2 separate regions of the Mus musculus genome follow, and region 1 is linked to region 2. The links are chromatin contacts, called in public promoter capture Hi-C maps. All regions are on one chromosome and are shown on one strand. Each heading gives the region's core, a stretch centred on a gene start, on an enhancer-like site or on the middle of the called end of the contact. The rest is flanking DNA. Distances are from core to core; before and after follow the strand shown.

What was found. Capture Hi-C pulls out chosen DNA fragments and counts their contacts.
Region 1: a contact with region 2 is called in a promoter capture Hi-C map of liver. The contact joins two enhancer-like sites. A contact is called at or near these places in 1 of 484 Hi-C or Micro-C datasets (embryonic stem cells), 1 of 115 datasets of contacts at active chromatin or transcription factors (pancreatic cancer cells) and 3 of 9 other capture datasets (adipose tissue, liver and pancreatic islet).

Annotation. Positions count from the first base shown.
Region 1 is chr5:125,493,648-125,499,958 of GRCm38.p6, forward strand. Aacs (acetoacetyl-CoA synthetase) reads left to right here. Exons shown (of 18, transcript NM_030210.2): 5 at 1,260-1,357. Among named protein-coding and RNA genes, the nearest start is that of Aacs, 21 kb to the left of the region's middle. Within about 2 kb of position 4,389, at least 30 of the 459 cell types and tissues checked have an H3K27ac peak or open chromatin away from gene starts, as enhancers often do. A contact at or near this core is called in liver and pancreatic islet, where this site is marked.
Region 2 is chr5:125,309,524-125,315,198 of GRCm38.p6, forward strand. All of the region lies in intron 1 of Scarb1 (scavenger receptor class B, member 1), which reads right to left. It overlaps Gm32701 (a long non-coding RNA gene), which reads left to right. Exons shown (of 5, transcript XR_001784962.2): 4 at 935-1,091; 5 at 1,539-1,969. Among named protein-coding and RNA genes, the nearest start is that of Gm32701, 9.1 kb to the left of the region's middle. Within about 2 kb of position 3,933, at least 26 of the 459 cell types and tissues checked have an H3K27ac peak or open chromatin away from gene starts, as enhancers often do. A contact at or near this core is called in liver and pancreatic islet, where this site is marked.

The sequences.
Region 1 (6,311 bases), core at 3,139-5,638, 180 kb after region 2:
AATTGAGCATCAAACTTTTTATACAGAAGAAAATAGGGTAGTTGGGTGACACACTGGCAAGGTACGAAGAGGTTACTGGATTCTTACACAAAACAGAGGAATTCAAACACGGAAGAACTGGCAGGAACCAATTGGGGTAAAACTCAATGTTAACAACTGGGATCAAAAACAGCTCCATCTAAGGTCCACTTAATCTTAGAAGCCAGGGGCAAGGGCTTTGTGCCCTTGCCATAGTTCCTACTCTAGTCTATTGTATAGTCCACCTTCCCCCTAGGCCATTGTAAATACTTGTATATGGATGTAACTCAGCTATCTATAGTTCTAAGTATCTACTCTGGTTTCTTCTTAGGTCACAAACTTCCTTCTTCCTAGATAATGGTAAATTTCTGTGTAGGGCAGTGACTTAGCTACCCATGTCCAAGGTCGGATCAAGGACTGCCTAGAATCTAACTTAATATGTTAAAGTATCAATCCTTAGGAGCACTTGTAATAAAGCAATATTAAGGAAAGCACACAGATCCGTTTACCAACAAAAGCAAGGACATTGGAGCATTCTTTATACAGGATGCCATGATTCCAGGAGACGAAGTTTCCATGAACTTTTTGCCTCGGGACAAGCGCCCAGGTTTTCAGGGCCTGTCGCGCTTGTCACTACTGGAGTGGTTGTAGCAGATGGCTGGGTGTCACCACAGTATGAGGAACTGGATTAAAGGCTTGCAACATTAGGAAGGTCGAGAACCTCTGTCTTAGGGAGTATGGGTGAAAGGCATTCGCAAAGATGGAGACAAGTGATGCCCTTGCCCTCTCCTGAGAACCTCAGGTTCAATACCTGGTACACGCGAGGTTAGGTGGGTAAAGGGAAGTGGGGAAGTTCCACTGTGGTTCTTAAGTGCTTAGCTTAAAGAAGGCCTCCCAGAAATAGTGCCATGTGATCTAAGAGCCGAAGGAAAGGTATGTACTGAGTGTGGAAGACCGGTGTATGTGATGCTGTGCTGAAGTACAACAGCTTATATGCAAAGGCCCTGGGGCAGGAGAAGCTCAGAACGCTTGAGGGACTGAATGGAGTGAACGGAGTGGAGGAGAAGAGCCAGCATAGGGCTCGTTCTGGTTCAAGGGTAGAAAATGGATTCGTGACGTACAGTGAGTGGATCGGATGGCATTTCTGCTTCTCAGATACTTTAGGTCTCCCGGGGAAACTTCTGGAAGTCTGTTGCTTTGATTCCCGCAACCCAAGGCTTTCTCTCCCCTCCCTCCCACAGGCTATCTACCCAACAGTGCGCATGCGGTGGAGGCCATGCTGGCTGCTGCCAGTATTGGGGCCATTTGGAGTTCTACCTCGCCGGACTTTGGTGTAAATGTGAGTTGGGGGTCCTATTGGAGAGGTGTCACGGGTTCAAAGAGTGTCTCTGATGGGGTGGGACTCCACCCCCTTGGAGCTTGTGGCTGGTTGAGCGGAGCTGCCAGTGTCTCTCTAGGTGGCCGTAAGCGGGAGGAGGAAGGATCTGCAAGGGGTCGGATCTTGTCTTTGGTGCCGGGGATTGAACAGTTGAGCACGTGCCTAACACACACTCATGCTGAGCAGGGATCAGGTTTGAGCAATTTAACTTAATATCTTCTTTCTTTAGACAACGTCTTACTCGCTAGCTCAGATTACCCTTGAGCCTGAGGCTCCTCCTGCCTTAGACTTTCAAGTTCTAGGATGACAGGCGTAAGCCACCTCACCTGACTTGGACCTTGTTTTCAAGTGTACAGACTGGTTCTTGTTTCCTTCGTCAAAGTCCTGCCCTGCCCGCTGGTTCTTGCTTCTCTGTTATCGGGTGATGTGTGCCGTTTAGCGGTTGTGTGTGTGTGTGTGTGTGTGTGTGTGTGTGTGTGTGGCTTGTGCAGCAATCAGTGTTGAGCTGTTGTCACGAAGGCTTTGGGACTCTGTGAGGTTCCTCAGTGTCTGTTCTGATCTTCTTGGGTTGGGCTGTCTGAGGAACCCTGGTCCTCAGGGTGTGTCTAGAGTGGCCCAGGCTGCTGGAGTGTGCTGTAGCAACTGAGGAAGGCCTGCTTTGGCCATCACTGTTGGGTCAGTGGGGCCACGGACATCCTGGGTTCACAAGTGCCAGGAGGATGTTGACTTTAGGAGGACCTGTGGTGTCTTTGCCAGCGGTTTCACGTGGTGTCTTTGCCAGCTATTTCACGTAGTGTCTGTGCCAACTGTTTCACGTGGTGTCCATGCTGACTGTGTCCACGCCAGCTGTTTCACGTGGTGTCCATGCCAGCTGCTGTCCTGTGGTCAGCTGTTTCTGACCCAGGTCTGCGTGCCTGGGCTGAGCCTGGGCTGCTCTCCTGGCTCACTCTTCAGGGTGAATGCGTAAACTCACGTCTGCTTTAAAGTGTGTCCTCTCCACAAAGGCTTTTGAGGTATCAACTCATCTTCCCAGAGAGAAAAGTGTGGGTTGCTCAGGGCCCATCACTTTGGTCCATGGCCCAGAGAGCTGAGGTGAGACCTGTGTGCCCTTTTCCACTTCCGGTGCCACTTCCCTGCCTAATGGCGCTTCCGGTGCCCTTTCCCATACCTGACTCCGGGACTGTCTGGGATCAACAAGACTTTGCTTAGACCGAAACTCCATGAGTGCCTCCCGGCCCTAGGATCTTCTGTGGGGTTGGATGAGCTAGTTGGGGCCCATGGAGTCCCTGTGGGAGGTTCTAACAAGGTGGCCCTGGGTGCTGTTCTGCTAGGGTCCCTCAGGAAATGGCTAGAGTAAGGAGACAGAAAGGCCTTTGGTATGAGACTGCCCACCCGAGGTCCAGAGCCTGGGATGGGTCTGGGATGGGCACCCACAGTGCACTCTGGGCATTGAGAGGATGGGCACCCACGGTGCACTCTGGGCATTGAGAGGATGGGCACCCACGGTGCACTCTGGGCATTGAGAGGATGGGCACCCACGGTGCACTCTGGGCATTGAGAGGATGGGCACCCACGGTGCACTCTGGGCATTGAGAGGATGGGCACCCACGGTGCACTCTGGGCATTGAGAGGATGGGCACCCACGGTGCACTCTGGGCATTGAGAGGATGGGCACCCACGGTGCACTCTGGGCATTGAGAGGATGGGCACCCACGGTGCACTCTGGGCATTGAGAGGATGGGCACCCACGGTGCACTCTGGGCATTGAGAGGATGGGCACCCACGGTGCACTCTGGGCATTGAGAGGATGGGCACCCACGGTGCACTCTGGGCATTGAGGATGGGCACCCACGGTGCACTCTGGGCATTGAGGATGGGCACCCACGGTGCACTCTGGGCATTGAGAGGATGGGCACCCACGGTGCACTCTGGGCATTGAGAGGATGGGCACCCACGGTGCACTCTGGGCATTGAGAGGATGGGCACCCACGGTGCACTCTGGGCATTGAGGATGGGCACCCACGGTGCACTCTGGGCATTGAGGATGGGCACCCACGGTGCACTCTGGGCATTGAGGATGGGCACCCACGGTGCACTCTGGGCATTGAGGATGGGGACCCACGGTGCACTCTGGGCATTGAGAGGATGGGCACCCACAGTGAACTCTGGGCATTGAGAGGATGGGCACCCACAGTGAACTCTGGGCATTGAGAGGATGGGGACCCATGGTGCACTCTGGGCATTGAGGATGGGCACCCACGGTGCACTCTGGGCATTGAGAGGATGGGCACCCACGGTGCACTCTGGGCATTGAGAGGATGGGCACCCACGGTGCACTCTGGGCATTGAGAGGATGGGCACCCACGGTGCACTCTGGGCATTGAGAGGATGGGCACCCACGGTGCACTCTGGGCATTGAGAGGATGGGCACCCACGGTGCACTCTGGGCATTGAGAGGATGGGCACCCATGGTGCACTCTGGGCATTGAGAGGATGGGCACCCACGGTGCACTCTGGGCATTGAGAGGATGGGCACCCACGGTGCACTCTGGGCATTGAGAGGATGGGGACCCATGGTGCACTCTGGGCATTGAGGATGGGGACCCACGGTGCACTCTGGGCATTGAGAGGATGGATGCAGAGGCCTCTGTGCCTGGGATTCTCTTAACGGTGGGTCAGTAAGTACTGACTCTTGCTCACCAGGATGGAGAGTTGTCCTCAGTGCTGGGGTGGCCTGTGGGGCTGTGGACCTGAGATAGAGCTCTAGAATTGGCCATCGGATGGTGGGAACAGAGTGGTGGAGGGCCATTCAGTGGCCTAGACTGTCCTCTTCAGGGTAGAAGTTACCACCAGAGACCTGGCACTCCAGGAGACTGGTTTCCAGTTAGTGGCTTCCTGGCTTTTTGTCTTGCAGTCTGGAATCCCAGCTGGGGCTGCTGGCTGGGTGTATAATGTTTGTTTGCTGTCGTGGACACTAGGGGGCAGCAGGGCTTTACTGTCTCCTCCATTCTGCAGGGCCTTGGCTATCTATACTCAGGTCTGACTGGAGGTGGTGGCTGCCTTCCTGCTAGGATTCTGTGCTAAGCCACTCAGTGCAGACTCTAGGGAGGGTCTCCTTTCATCGGTCCTCTCTCCTGCCTTACACGGCAAGCTAGTCAGTTTAGAGCTGCCTGGCCGGGGACCTGGCTGCTAAGTCTTGGGACAGAGAAATGACAGCTTCTTGCAAGGCTTCAGGAGCAGCAGCCTCTTGCCTGCAGGCCCCTGGTCCTTTGTCCCCTGGCAGGCCCTCTGTTTGCCCCACACCTGTTCCCTGTGAACTGTGTCCTGGGACAGATCCGAAGTCACTGAAGCTGCCGCTCAGACACTGCCTCCCCAGCATTGATCACCCTTGTTCAGGGTGAAAACCAGACGGAAGGAGGTTCTGGCACGGGAGCTGGGAACTGGAACTGGTCAGAGGCCCGGCCACGGGCTCATGCTCTGAGCTCTGCCTTTCCCTGAAGAGAGAGAACGCTTTGTCTTAGGCTTTCCATACCCCCTTTAATTTATGTAGTATATAAATGTAATATATATATAATTATATATTAAATTATATATGTATAATATATATAATTTCTGAGATAATATTTACGTACAAAGTTTTTGAAACAGATGTTGCCATCATTTCTCTACGTAGCCCTGGCTGTCCTGGACTCACTTGTAGCCCAGGCTGGCCTCTAACTTACACTACTTGCCCCTGCCTCCCAAGCGCTGGGGTGAAAGGCCTGTGCCACCATGCCCAGCTAAGTGCCAGTCATGTATATTCTGTAACCTGCAATGGAGTGGGGATGTCTTTCCCATTTCGATGAACTGGTCTCCTCTTGGTGGGGTCAGTCCCAGGTCCATATCAATGCTAGCACACAGCCCCAAGCCCGGCTCGGACTCGCTGTGTAGCTGAGGATGACCTTGAACTTCTGATCCTCCTGTCTACCTCTCTGGGATGGCGGTGTGCCAGGCTGCACCTGTTGTGGTTTTTTTGTTTTTTTGTTTTTTTTAAATCCGCCTGCCTCTGCCTCCCAAGTGCTGGGATTAAAGGCGTGTGCCACCACTGCCCGGCACTGCACCCGGTTTTATGGAGTGCTGGGGATGAAACCCAGGGCATCGCATGTCGTGTTTATAGTAGGGCGGGGTGCAGGCAGGTGGATTTGCAGTCGGAATCACTGTCAGTGACCAGGAGCCCTTTAGGGCTGTGCCCTTGGCTGTAGTGCTCCAGGGAGGACAGGCACATTTGTCTGGGATGATGAGGACCGCTTTGGCCTGCCTAGGTCTCTCTGCCAGTGCCCCTCTGCCAGCTGCTGCTCTGCTGTGCGCTGTGTAGCTCACACGTGCGGGCTTGTGGGCCATCACCCCACAGGAGGTGACCCAGCCAGTGCCACCCTGGCCAACCACTTGGGGCTTTGTCTGTTTTCTTCTGAGCCGTTGGTGGTTTTACAGACATCAGGGAGGCCACCATCTAAGGCCCGCGTGCTTACGGCTCAGCCTGCAGCCCTTTGCCCCGGTTCTCACAAGACGCTTGAGCTGCCTGAGGGTTCTGTGCATGGAAGTGGGACAGCCACCATCTTCACTGTGGGAGGCCATCTGTGGAACTCCACGTGGGCTGCTGGTTTCAACACCTGACTGGTTGCTAAGCACAGGTTCAGGTCAGACCTACCATGGCGGGGTGTTCACCGCAGCATGTAGCAGTTTGCAGGGCTCTGTGGAGCTCAGCAGGCGAGCTGCTCCTCACCAGTTCTCTGCCTCCCCTGCTGGCTAGGGGATCTTGAGCTGTGGTCTGCAGACTCTGATGTGGAAATAAATGCTTGCTGTCTTTGCTGTCTGGGTACTGTCAGCAAGGCTGAGGGTGTCTCTGTGACATCTGAGCCTTAGGCCTCTGGCTGCT
Region 2 (5,675 bases), core at 2,683-5,182:
CCTGTGGGCACCTTTGACATAGTGTGTTCTTGAGAACAGAGTTTGGAATTCTAGGGAGATGGCTCAGCCATAAAGTGCTTGCTTCATAAGTGGAAGGAGCCGAGTTTGGCCCCCATACAAAGCCAGGCATGGTGGTGTATGCTTGTGATCCCAGCTCTGGAGAGGTGGAGACAGCGGGATAATGCCCAGGGCTTGCTGGCCAGCCAGGCTAGCCTAAAAATGGCGAGACTCACATCCTAGTGAGAGACCCTGCCTTTGAACAACAAAGTGAGGTGGTTCATTGGTTAGAGCATTGGCTGGGTTCTTCCAGAGGACCCAGGTTCAAATCCCAGGACCCACTTGGTGGCTCACAATCATCTGTAACTCTAGTTCCATGGGATATGACATCATCCTCTGGCCTCCAAAGTCACCGAGTATGCACATGTGCACAGATACACACACACACACACACACACACATTTATATTTCTAAAATAAATGACCACAGCTCCCACTTCCTGGGCCAGCTGTCACCAAAGCATCCCTGAGCTCCAGCGGTGAGCCTCTCAGCCTCGTACAGCCTCTTGGCTCCCACCCCTGCTTCTCTGTCCCCTCCTCTCCACTGCACATTCTTTTCTGTCTTCTCTAAAGGACACTCATTGGCCCACCAGATCATTACCTTAAAAATGTCTGCTCTGCAAACACTTTATTCTCGTGCTTTCGGTGGCAGTTGGAGACTTGGTCTCTGACATGAAGCCTTGGGAGGGGACCCTCAGGAGGCTTAGCCCCACTGGGAAAGGGCTGGGGATTGGTGGTGGGGATGGTGCAGACTTTCTTTGCCTTCTGGCTTCCCCACTGTAATCTCTCGGCTCATAGCTGCTCCAAGCAGTTCGCAACAACATGAAGTGGCCCCATCAGATGTGATGCTAACACCAAGCCTGTGTCTTTCATTACAGCAATACCGACAGACTAATGCACTGAGGTTTCCTCCTTCCGTGGGGAGCCATACGCTACCTCGACTCCATTCTGCAAGCCTTGGGGATGTCCAAAATGCACACCAAGTGCCCGAGAGACAGGAAAACTGGAGCAATCTCCATGCTCCACACCACAAAGGTCTGTGAGCATTCTGATCATTTGCTTGGACCCCTGCTCCCCCACGACCCCAGTACATACTAGGCATGTGCTTGGCAGCAGTGACCTGGGTACAGAATAAGCACAGAATAAGCCATCTGCCTTCCAGAGAGGGATTGGGTAGGGTGGCTGGGCATCAGAGAAACAAAGGCTTTGAGTCTGAGGTGGGGTCTGGGCAAGCCAAACTGGGAGTGAGCACCATAATCCGGGGGTTAGCGGGTTCTCTGATGGCCAGGATATAGGTCAGTCTGCAGGAACCGAACACACTTGGACATCAGAGGCTCCATTCAAAAGAAAAACAAACAAAAAGGCAGCTGGAGCTGATCAAGGCCGCCACATGAGGTGCTAGGGACCCAACAGACCCTCTGTGTGGGTAACAGGACACTTCTGGTCACTACACCTCTTTAACTCTCTGACCATATATCCCAGGTGCACAGGCATCAGGCTCAGAGGCCTCTGGTTCATGAAGATCACAGAGATGGAAGCTCCCCCAGCCTCTATCCCCACACAGGACTGCACAGGATCTCCAGGACACTGTACCTAGCCTCTCCAGGCCCTGCTCAGTGTGGCTCAGCTCAGGTGCTGCAGCCCTCGCAAAGCAATCATTAATCTGACCTGGGAAATTGCAAAATCCAGTCCCTCCTCCCCCAAGAATCACAGCAAACACATTTCAGGTTCAAAAAAAAACCAGGTTTTTGAGCCAGGCTGACAGAGGTCGGCTCACACCTTTAATCCAACTCTTAGGAGGCAGAAGCAGGTGGATCTCTGTGTTCAAGGCTAACCTGGTGGTCTACCAGGGCAGCTAGGGATGCAGAAAGAAACCCTATCTCCAAACAAGAGGAGGAAGAAGAGGAAGGAGAGAAGAGGAAGAAGAAGAGAAGGAGGAGGAGGAGGAGGAGGAGAGGGAGGAGGAGGAGGGAGAGGAAACAGTTCTGGTCATTGCCACTGGGTTCACCAGCCCTGGATCTGGGTTGAGACACATATCCTGTCAGCTCTGAGCCAGCCAGCCAGTCGCAATGTACTAGCCCTGTAGAGTTACTATGTATACAGGAAGGATGGGCCCCAAAGGACAATCCAGCCTAGGGCATGAAGACACCACACACCAGGAACACACCAGGAATGGCTGGAGAGATGGCTCAGTGGTTAGGAGCACTGGCTGCTCTTACAAAGGACCTGGGTTCAGTTCCTGGCATCCACGAGGCCTCTGCTGAGCACCCAGTGCACAAGAGGCTGTGTGCTAGGCCTAAACCACAGCAGGGAAGAAAATGGACAAGGGCTGGAGAGATGGCTCAGCAGTTAAGAGCACTGACTGCTCTTCCAAAGGTCCTGAGTTCAAATCCCAGCAACCACAAGGTGGCTCACAACCATCCGTAATGAGATCTGATGCCCTATGCATACTGTAGGTGTCTGAGTATACTTACATGTAATAAATAAATAAATCTTAAAAAAAGAAAAAAGAAAATGGACAGGACCAATCTTTGTAACAGCAGCCCCTCCCACCACACTAAAAGTTCCGGTGGTTTCAGTGAAACACCCGCCACCCCCACCCAGAAATTCGGTCCTGATGGAGAGAGCTACAGAGCTACCTTGGATCATGGGAAAGCTTTGAGACTGAAAACCATACCCAAAGGATGACAGAGCATAAAGACTGGTGGCCTGTGACATCATAAAGCCCTCCCCAACTCTGGACATATCCCCCAAATTCACAAGAATCTCTATGACGTATACCAGCACAGCCAAAAGGAGACGGATTGATAATCACAAGTGTTGGCAAGGCTCTGGGGCAACCAGAATGCATGCACGATGTCGGTGGAACTGTGTCGGCGCCATGGTTTGCCTGCTAGAGCTAAGTACCTGTTCACTGTACATCCTGGGGAAACGCCAGCACCTGCCCGCTGGTTATCCATAAATGTTTTCAAGGGTTTTGCTACAGTAGCTTAATACACAAGGGTGAAGCCGACGTCCGATTGAGTGGCTGGGAGATGCATAATCTCATCCTCAAATGATCCCTAGACGTCAAAGGGTGTGGCCGGTGAGTCCCTCGGGCTATGGGGAAACTGGTTTCTGCTCCGGTGACACACCAGAGCAGGCAGATACATCTTAGGGACAGAAGTAGAAAGGTGTCCTCAAGGTATAAGCCTTGTGACCTCACTTTGACCCCAGCTTGACAAAGCAGAGAGCCTGTCCAGCTATAAAAGTCAGAGCCCCAGGAAAGAGGGCTAAGGTGGCTCCATCAGAAGGTCCCAGCATCCTCTAGGGCAACATCAGGACCTAGTGAGTTTCCCTGGAGACAAGTGGAGTGAGAGCCACTCCAGGGTTCTTAGGAAGCTCCCTGGTTGGACTGGACTGGACGCAAACACGTGGGCACCTATGTGTATGTCAATCCCCGGACCATATTCCTTCTGCTCCCAAGGGCTACCCCAATAAAGTCCCTCAGAGGAGAACCCCTACCATGCTGACCAGGGAGCAGGTGCGCATATCAACCGTGTCTGGCCCACAGACAGCTGTCAGTGGGAGAAGCTTACGGGAGGCGTGTGAGGTTGGCTCTCGCTCTGGGGCCTGTTACTGTTTAACAGGCTTCTGGTGTGCAGTAATTTTCCCAGACTCGATAGAAACTCCAACGCTCAAGTCTCAAGGGCCAAATGCTAACATCGGAGCACTTGTGTGGTATGTGCACAGGCCCCTGGCTTGCTACATACATACATACATGCATACATACATACATACATACATACGTAGGACAGAAGCAGCTTAAGGAAGGCTAATCTGGCTCACTGATCAAAGCCGCAGTCCATCTTGGTGGAAAGGCAATAGAGGAAGAAGCCAGGGGCAGCTTGCCAGGCTGTGTCCACAGTCAGGAAGCAGGGAGGGGTGAATGACTGCTAGGATCTTTCTCCTTTTTCTCTGCTCCAGCAGTTAGGATGGCTCCATCACAGACACATCCAGAGATTTGTCTCCAAGGTGATTCTAGACCCTGTCAAGTTGACACCACACACTCCCCAGAAAAGAAAAGGAAACAAACAAAAAGCAAGAGTGTCTATGTGCCCACCCCACCCCCAAACCCTGTCAGACATAACCAAGGTTAGTCTCAAAAGCCTCGTTTCTGACTCCCTTTGGAAAACTAGGTGCTGCCCAACAAGGGTTGCACCCCAACACTGGTGCAGCCCACAGGCAGCCTTCCCTCTAACCCCAACTCCATGGCTCACATAGTGGCCACACCCTTTGACATTCCCACTCAGCCCTGACCCAGAACAGCACAGGCTGAGAACACTTCATTCATTCATCCTTTCATCAGTCATTCATTCATTTAGCTGTTAATGAACCTGTTTGCTCCTTTTTTTTTCATTCTAACCCGCCCCACTCCCCCGCACTGTCGAGGCCCCAAACTGGTATTTAGTACTACGAAGCAAAGTTAACCGAACTGGATTCTGCCCTCAGGGAAACGGTTGTGAGTGGAGAAGAGGCCTCCTAAGTCTGCATGACTCAGGGACATGAGAGGAAGTACTCAGAGCATCAGACGCCTATGCCGGCATCACCGGGTAACAGCCATTAAAGTAGAATACTGAAGCCTGTCACCCACTCCCAATTATCTGCCATCTGTCACTCAATCCTACACATCGCTCAGAGAGATGAAAACAACCAGTGAGAGACTTAGCGAGATTCCTAGAGGCCTCCATCACAGCCCTAATCCGGAGCCCACTGACCAGGGACCAGTTTGCTCATAACATGACCACCAGCACCAAGCAGCAACCAGCTATGACTTGTAAGCATCTCACCAGCCTCAGGCTGAGCTGCACCAAGCCACTGCAGAGCTAGGTCAGGCTGCCACTCTGAAATCGCAGAAGCAAGTCGATGGAGAGCCCAGCTCAGTTTAGGTCAAGCCAATCCATGCAGAGGAGGCTAGTATAACTCACGTCTACAATCTCTGCACTTAGGCTAAGGCAAAGGGATTGCTGTGTGACTTCCACGAGAGCCAGAGACACAGCCAGAGCCTATCTCAAAATGAAAGGCTTTCTGGTGCCCCAAAGGATTCTGGGAGTTCTTGTTTCTTGATCCTGGCGCCTAAGTGTCAGGCTAATGACAATGGTTATCACTTAACCAAGGTCCAAGCCAGATGGTGAATGCGAATCTTTTCTTGTAGTTTTTCTGACAGGTTATGTCACCCAGGCTAGCCTGGACCTCAGTGTATAGCTCATGCCCATGATCCTCCGGTCTCTGCTTCTCGACAGCCACATGCCAGATAAGAAATTGACACAGAAGCAGATTACCTTGTTGCCCACCCAAGGCCTCTCTGCCTCCTACCCCTCTAGAAACACATGTGGTTCACCTGTTGGGTAGAGCCCAACCATACAGGGAAGGTAGCCCTGACTTTAGACTGAGTGAGAAGTCTTTGGGAGACTTCTAGAGAATGCTTTCAGTAGCAGCTACAGACATTAGAAACGTGTGAGTTCTCCATTGAGCCAGTGCCACACAAGGCCGTTGGGGTTGGCCAGGGGCCCCATCCTCAGGTCTCTACAGCCTAATCCCCAGGCTGTTGCCTGGTCCCCTTAGGGCTCCTTCCAGTGG